Linked DNA regions of Sus scrofa: region 2 is linked to region 1. Evidence: chromatin contacts called from public HiChIP or PLAC-seq data. All regions are on one chromosome and are shown on one strand. Each heading gives the region's core, a stretch centred on a gene start, on an enhancer-like site or on the middle of the called end of the contact. The rest is flanking DNA. Distances are from core to core; before and after follow the strand shown.

Region 1 (3,970 bases), core at 876-3,375:
ATGGCTTTTTTTGGTAAAGTCCAAGCTCTGTAGCCTGGGACGCCCCTAGCATGACGCGTCCGCAGCCTGGCATTGACCCTTCCCGACCCGTTCAATTCCAATACTCCCACCCACGCCCTGGGTACCATGTGCCTCGGGGCGCCACCACCTTGGCAGACAGAGTTCTCTCTGCCCAAATGCTCCTCGCTGTTCATCTGCCTGCCTAGTGCCACAGCCTCTTCCAGATCCGGGTCAAGTGTTGTCCTTCTGAGATGCGGACTCAACTCCTCCAGGGGGCCAGTCGCTCCTCCTGTGTACCCTCTATACAGACTGCCCACCTGAATCGGATTTTTGTCTGCAGATCTCGCACTCCATTAGACTATGGACTTGTGGGGGGGGGCGTGCCCGTGGCACATGGAAGTTCCCGAGATTGAGCCTACACGGCCGTTGCAACCTGTGCCACAGCTGCAGCAATACCAGCCGGACACTTAACCCGCTGTGCTACACGGGAACTTCCAGGCCGTGGACTCCTTAACCCCCTGCCTCCTAGGAGTCACTAGGCTACTTGGCGATGGAAGGGGTGAGGAGAGGGCGGGGAGTCCATGCTGTTTTCTTCTCATTTCCCTTCTGAAGTTTCCAAAGCACTTGAAGAATGAACACTAAAAGACTGCGTCCGTGCCATCTCAGGCTTTCCCCCAAATCTCTCAACCGTTTACCCATTCTGAGGGTTATGTAACTGGGCGCTGATGTAACCTTAAAGGAATCCTGTTATATAATTGGGCCCCACTTGCAGCAGCTCACTTCGGGAGGGGCATCAGGGAAGGGCAGGAGAAGCCCTGTGCCTGGGTCAGGGGGGCCAGGTCCTTTTCCTCCCCCCAGCCCTCCCCCCACCTCGCAGGAGGAGCTCCCAGGATTCTACTGCTTGGTGGCTGCCCCAGCAGACACCCCCCCAGGCTCCCAGCAGTTGTTAAGCAAAGCCTGAGGGGCTCCAGGGAGGGGCGGGGGGGCTGGCTTGGACATCCTCGCAAGCCCAGGAGCTGATATTAAGGATCTTGTTCGTTCAGCTCTGCAGGAGCGAAGACTGCTGCCAAACGAGAGTGCTCATTTTTATTGTTTTTCTAGAACAGCAGGGATGTTATTACAAGCGTCCTGGAAGAGTGAGGAGAGAAGCCAAAGAGAGACTGCACAGCATCTTAAAAATAGCCGGTCGTATGTGAACTGCCTGACTGCAAGGCAAAGACGCCGAGGTGTCTGACGCGCCGGGCCTTTGTAACCACTGTTTGGCTACCGGTCCCACCTCCTGGCACCCTCTTCCGAGCGTGCCCGGGAGACTGGCCCAGGGGAAGGTACCTAGGGAAAAGCAGTGTCCCCTCTCTGCCCCCCGCCCGCCAGCTCCCACCTAGGCTGGAAGGAGCCACAGTTCCAAAGGAAAAATACTCGCGCTCTGGCCACGAGATGCATTTCTGCCGAAGGAGGTCTGTCCCCCGACCTCCAAGGCGGCTCCCAGCCCTGTCGCTCCCCAAGTTGGTGGCCGTCTGATCAGCACCCAGAGGAGGCAGAGAGGGAGACAGTCAGAGGGGATGCTGGGGAGGGAGAGGCGGCAAGAGACCTCGCCGGGATTCCGGGGGCAGGGAGACGGTGGGCGACCCTGGGACAGGGCACCGCGCAGGCCGATGGCGCCTGGCAGGGGCTGGCGGCGGCGGGCGGAAGGGGGCTGGGGGACAGGGCGCCGGCGGGGAGGGGGCTCCGGGGCAGGAAGCGGAGCAGCGGCCCCCAAGGCTCCGCGGGCTCCGACACTCACCGGGCTCCCGGCGCCGGCGGCGGGTCGGGGCCGCGCCGGGCCGCGCGGGGCCAGCTCCCCGGGCGCCCAGGCCGCCGACTCGGCCAGCAGCTGGTCCAGCAGGCGCAGGGTTTCGTCCCTGCCGTCGGGGGGCGCCGCGGAGCCAGCCGCCCCCTCGGCCGCCTCCGGGGCCTCCTCCCGGGCCGCCGCGGTCGCCGAGGCCGGCGGCCCCGTCCCGCCCTCCGGGGCTGCCCCGCCGGGCCCCGCCGGCCGGCTGTCGGCGCCGCGCAGCCGCTTCAGGGCGCGGCCGCCCCGGCTGCTGCCGCTGCCCATGGCGCGCCCGCCGAGCAGGCCCGTGGCGCCGGCCGAGCGCGGCCCGGGGGCGGGGACGCCGGAGGCGGGGGCGGCGGGGCCGGGGCTGCGGGCCCGGCCCGCGGCGGGCGGAGGAGGGAGCGAGAGTCCGGGTCTGGGGTGCGGGCGGGGGCGGGGCTGCGAACCGGGCCGGGGGGCGGGGCGAGCCTCGGGTGCGGGGCGCGCGGGGGGCGGGGGACCCGGCCGGAGAGCCCGGGATGACCCCGGCCTGGAGGAGGGGGCTGAGACCCGGGGGCGAGGGCCCGGGGCGCGGCGAACCCTCCCGCCTCCCCGCTGGCCCGGGCCCCCTCCGGGTCCCCGCTACCGCCTGGGAGCACTGAACACACCTGGGCTCCCACGGGCCCTTTTTGTTCATTTCTGGAAGGCTCTCCCAAGGCCACGGCGCACAGATGGACCTGCTTGGGATGGGGATGCGGATGGAGGGGACTCCACGGCCTGGCCCTCCTGGAGCCTAGAGGGCCGTGGGGCTTGGCCTCCTCGTTCCCAGATGTTAGGCTGGGGAAAGGGGCTGGGCGCTAAAAACACCTCTGAGGATGGGGTAAGATACAGAAGGTGCTCGGCCTCGCCCCCTTCCATTTCTGCCCTTCTCCCCCCCACGCAGGCAGGGGCCGGACGGAAGGAAGGAGGAAGGGGGCGATTCTTCCGACCAGACCGCCCCCTCCAGCCTTTGCACGCGGGAGCCGGCAGCAGGCAGCGCGGGGCCCTGGGCTTCCTGTTCCTCTTCTCCTGCCCCCAAAGGCGATCTGGCACCTGAATGCCAAGCCTCATTAAAAAACACCCATCTAAGACATAACCACTTTTGGGAAAGAAGAAAATTTAAAAGATGGCAGGAAAAGCGGTCCCCACCCCCGCCCAAAAAAAGCCACTAGGTACTGATCATAATTCTTTCTAGCCTTTGGTCATTGGATAGTAAAAAAGAAAGATAAACACATTATATTTAAGTGAAGCAGCCCGAAGATAAGAACAAGAAGCAGGATAAAGCTTCTAATTCAAGACCAGTGATATTATTGTTGGTTGTGCTTGCATTTTATTTAAGACTTAATTTCTTTTTCTCCCTGGGTCACCTCCTTAAAAAAAAAAAAAAAAAAACTCACCTTTCCAGGAGTTCCCATTGTGGCTCAGTGGCTAAGGAATCCGAATAGGAACAATGAGGTTGCGGGTGCGATCCCTGGCCTCGCCCAGTGAGTGGGGTAAGGATCCAGCATTGCTGTGAGCTGAGGTGTAGGTTGCAGATGCGGCTTGCATCCCGAGTTGCTGCGGCTCTGGCGCAGCTCCAATTAGACCCCTAGCCTGGGAACCTCCATATGCCGCCGGAACGGCCCAAGAAATGGAAAAAAGACAAAAAACAAATCAAAACAAAAAACAAACCTCACCTTTCCAAAGCCACAGCTCAAATGGGGTTTAATCACATCTTGACCTTAATCTGAATCCAGATAGGATTGCAGAATAATTGTTAAATGTTGACAAGCTTTTCCCTACGGTAAGTTTGAAGTTTTACTGATTTATCACTTCAGGAGGAGGCTTTGAAAACTTTATGCCCAAGAAAATGGAATAAATGTGGGATTCATATCCATTCGTTTTATTATCAAGAGACCAAGGAAGTGTTTACAATTCCTCTTCACTTTTTGTCTTTTTTTTTCTTTTTATTTCTTTCTTTCTTTCTTTCTTTCTTTTTTTTTTTTTTCCTGATGTGGTGTCTTAACCATCCAGAAACAGGAGATGGGCCAAATGCATGATTTGGTGTCATTTGAGTGTTCCAAGTCCACAGATGTGTCTCGTTTAGAAGCTCTTGATAGAAGATTTCTCTTTAAGAAAATAAATCTCATCTTGAAACTCTTT
Region 2 (3,970 bases), core at 998-3,497, 54 kb before region 1:
GGGGACACGGTGGCCTAGTGTAGGTGTGGGTAAGGAGGGCCACCGTGCGGTGGGTGAGGAGGTGGTTGGGTCGGGGTGGGGGGCACAGCCCGGTGCAGGCTGGGGGCCTGAGCAGTGAGACAGGGCCACCCGGCAGAGGGCCACGTGGTGGGGCTGCCCAGCGCAGGCGCAGCATCAGAGCCGAGCGAGGGCAGCATCCAGGTGGAGGGTGCGAAGGGGACCCCCGTGGTGGGGGATTGGCACGGCTCTCAGAGCCCAGACAAGGTGAGCAGCGTTCTGGCACCTGCCCAGCTGGGAGGTGGGTACCAGTGGCGGGGTGGCCCTGTAGTGGGTGGGACCAGTGCAGATTCCCTGGGGGCGGGGAGGCTGGCCTGGTAAGTAAATACGTAAGGGAAGCCGGCTTAGAAGGGAGTCGCGAACACGGGGTTGGAGGAAGCCGGAACCGACATGCGTTGTGTCTGGAACTGGAGGAGCTTCCTCTGTGGACTCACCATTTTCAATATGGAGACGGGCCGGCTCTTAGAGACCAGTGATTTCAATTTCTCCTTTGATACAAGGAACTCTATCTAGTCACTTGTGATGGAACATGATGGAGGATAATGTGAGAAAAAGAATGTATGTATGTGTGTGTGCGTGTGACAGGTCACTTTGCTGTACGGTAGAAAGTTGACAGAACACTATAAACCAACTGTAATGAAAAAAATAAAAAATATTAACTTTTTTTAAAAAAAATTTCTCATTTGAAGGTTCGGGAAACCGAGATCCAGGCGGGGCAGGTGACTTTCAAAGGCCACCAGCCTGCTCCTGGGGCTTGTGGTCCCATGGTGTGGATGACCGAGTCTGACATTGGGGCGTGGGGCCCCCAGCAGGACGCACACAGCCGGGGAGCACACTCCCCTCCACTCTCTGTGCTGTGAGTGCAAGGAGGCGGGGACAGAGACGCAGCCCGAGGCCCTCCGAGCAAGCGGTCCAGGACGGGAGGCCGGGGAGCAGCACTGGCTCTCTGGCTTCCATGAGTTTTCTCTTCTTTCCATCCATTTCTCTTCATTCCCTAAGCTGGCTGTCACTCCCTTCAGAGACCCAGTGTCCCTCTAAGGGGCACCCGGATTGGAAATCTCTTCCTCCACCTACCCCCCCCACCCCCCCGGCCAGCAGGCAGAAGCGGCAGCCTCTGAGCAAGGATCTGAAGCTTCAGATCCGAAGCTTCTTCATCTGTAGACAGAAGCCCGTCCTGCCAGCCTCCCAGGGCCACAGTGGGCACCCAGCAGGGGGACGGGCACAAATCCCCTTGTGCTCACGGCACCATGTCATCAGGACGCGGCGCCGCAAGGTGGGCTGTCTGGGAGCCCTAATCCCCCATCACGGCTGACACCTGCTCTTCTCATCTCCAGTGGCCGACACCCCGGGAACCCCACCTCCCCGTCCTCGTGATCTTCTGGGTTTCCTCCCAAACCGCATCTGGACAGGCCAGCGGCTCGCTTGGCTGACAGCAGGTGCCGGAAGCGACGCCGTGCCAGTCCCAAGCCTCGACCTCAGGAGCCCCGGCAGCCTCTGCTTTCCTGCCCTCTGGGAACCCGGCCACCACGCTGTCAGGCTGTCCGCTGGCGACGGGGGCCTGAGTGCCGCTGCCAGCGTGACTGCAGCCAGGACCACCTCAGCCTGAAGGATCGTGAGAAATAATAAATCACTGTCATTTAAGCCACTACGGTATTTGGGGCGGGGGAGGATACTCAATAACTGATAAACATCTCCCCGCCCTGGCACCCCAGCCTTCCCTCTGCGTCTCTCCCGTGGGTGCTGCTCTACAAACAGCTCTCTGCTCGAGGGTGGGGGGCTGACCTGCAGTGTTTGTCCGATTTCTGTGGTGTATGTATTCCCACCATGTCTGATGCCAGGCCACAGCATGACCCCGTAAACGGCCTTGAAAGGATGGGCAGTCGGGCCGGGAGGTGGCACCGGCACAGCCGGCTCTCCTCCTTCAAGCACGTGAGGCCCACAGAGAGGGGAGCTGAGCGAGCTCCAGGCAGGAGACACGTGTGCCCAGGGGCGTCTTTTCATGGGCACCCAGAGCTCCCGCCCAGCCTCACTTTCAGGGCAGCAGGCGGGGAAAGAACTTGGGTCACGCACGGCACCTGCAGCGAGGAAGCGGGGCCCTGGGCAAGAGAACTGGGCTCCTCTCCTGCGTGGGCAGGTGCAGGCCTGGGCAGGCGGCAGCCGGGCTGTGTTCATGAGACCGAGGCGCTGCCCGGAGCCACGGCACAGGGCTGGTCAGACACGGGCTCTGAGCACAGGCTGTTAGCTCAGCCCCGATCAGGAGCTTCCCCCCAGGCCGGACGGTACAGGAGTGAAGGCACGCGTCTGTGTGAAGCCCTGGGGTCCGGGGAGCTGCTGTGCAGCCCCAACACCCCCTGCCACCCACCCCCAACACACACACACACACAGTAGCCAGGTCAGAGCAGCGAGGGCAGAACCAGCAACGGTCTAGGGGAGGCTGCTCGGCCCTGAAAGCCATTGTCACCGAGGCTGACTGCTGCTGGCCCCTGGCCACCAGGACCTCCCCGGCTCTTGGCACCTGGGTGTGATGGTTGGTTTGACGTGTCGGCTTGGCCAGGCTCTCCTCTCCAGTTACTCAACACTAACCTAGGGGCAGCTGTAAAGGGGTTTTGTCCACGCAGTTAACATCTACAGTCAGGCGACTTTAAGGGCAGGTCACCCTCGATGACGTGGTTGGGTCCCATCCAACCAGTGGGAGGCCTTAGTGGCAAAGCTGAGGTGTCCCTGAAGAAGAAGGCATCCCACCCTTGACTGTGGTGCCAGCCGCCCACCCTACGGATTCCCGCCTCACCCGACCAGCCCCACAATCGTGCAAGTCATTCCTTGTAATAAATAGCTCTCGTTCTTTCTCTCTCCAAATATACATAAAAATCATATAACATTATGCCGAATAATATATATTATATACTATATGCTGTAGAAATCTCATATATACATAGATTTATCACAAGCAATTGGCTTCTGCAATTTTTATGTATATATACACACATATACACACAGTTCCCATTGTGGCTCGGTGGAAGCGAATCTAACTAGTATCCATGGCCTCTCTCGGTGGGTTAAGGATCCGGCATTGCCATGAGCTGTGGTGTAGTCAGCAGCTACAGCTCTGATTCGACCTCTAGCCTGGGAACCTCCATATGCCACGGGTGCAGCCCTAAAAAGACCAAAAAAAAAAATTAATCAAAATAAAATAATAGAAGGCGTTCCCGTCGTGGCTCAGCAGAAACAAATCTGACTAGGAACCATGAGGTTGTGGGTTCGATCCCCGGCCTCGCTCAGTGGGTTTAGGATCTGGCACTGCCATGAGCTGTGGTGCAGGTCGCAGACGAGGCTTGGATCCCACGTTACTGTGGCTGTGGTGTAGGCTGGCAGCTGTAGCTCCGATTGGACCCCTAGCCTGGGAACCTCCATATGCCACGGGTGCAGCCCTAAAAAGCAAATAAAATAAAATAAAATACTAATACGTATACATAGCTATGTATGGCTAAATATATACACGCACATATGCCTTCTGGTCGTTTCTCTGGTGGAACTCTGCCTGACACACGAGGGGTTCTCAGAACACTTATATAACTGTGACCCCTCAGTAGCACAGAACCCTAGTCCCGGCCCCTGGCCGAGGCAGGGGCGCCTCTCCTTGCTCTGGGTAAGCAGGTGAGCTTGACACCAGAGGGCCATCCCCACGGGATCAGATGGGACCTGCAGCCCCAGGGTTGTGGCTGCAGATGGCGCTGTAGAAAATCCTTAGCTCCAGGAACACTCCGTGCCCTGCATCCCTCCTTGTCCCTTGAGGGCGGGCTTGGGCTTTGGGAATGCAGAGCTTGGGAAAGGCTCGGGCTACTTCTGCGTGCGGCCCTGTCCGGTTCTCCCTGTGGCAATGGGCCTAGAGCCACCATCCCCACCAGCGCCCTGG

The links. HiChIP or PLAC-seq counts read pairs in DNA pulled down with a chosen protein or histone mark.
Region 2: an H3K27ac HiChIP or PLAC-seq map of skeletal muscle shows a contact between it and region 1. The contact joins the enhancer-like site here to the promoter of CYS1 in region 1. A contact is called at or near these places in 1 of 5 promoter capture datasets (fetal liver), 7 of 47 Hi-C or Micro-C datasets (blood, embryonic fibroblasts, epiblast stem cells and 3 more) and 2 of 2 datasets of contacts at active chromatin or transcription factors (alveolar macrophages and skeletal muscle).

The regions. Positions count from the first base shown.
Region 1 is chr3:126,396,457-126,400,426 of Sscrofa11.1, reverse strand. CYS1 (cystin-1) reads right to left here and starts at 2,125. Exons shown (of 3, transcript XM_021087851.1): 1 at 1,781-2,125. The coding sequence starts at 2,092.
Region 2 is chr3:126,450,493-126,454,462 of Sscrofa11.1, reverse strand. No RefSeq gene overlaps it. Among named protein-coding and RNA genes, the nearest start is that of KLF11, 23 kb to the right of the region's middle. Within about 2 kb of position 2,247, at least 9 of the 83 cell types and tissues checked have an H3K27ac peak or open chromatin away from gene starts, as enhancers often do. A contact at or near this core is called in skeletal muscle, where this site is marked.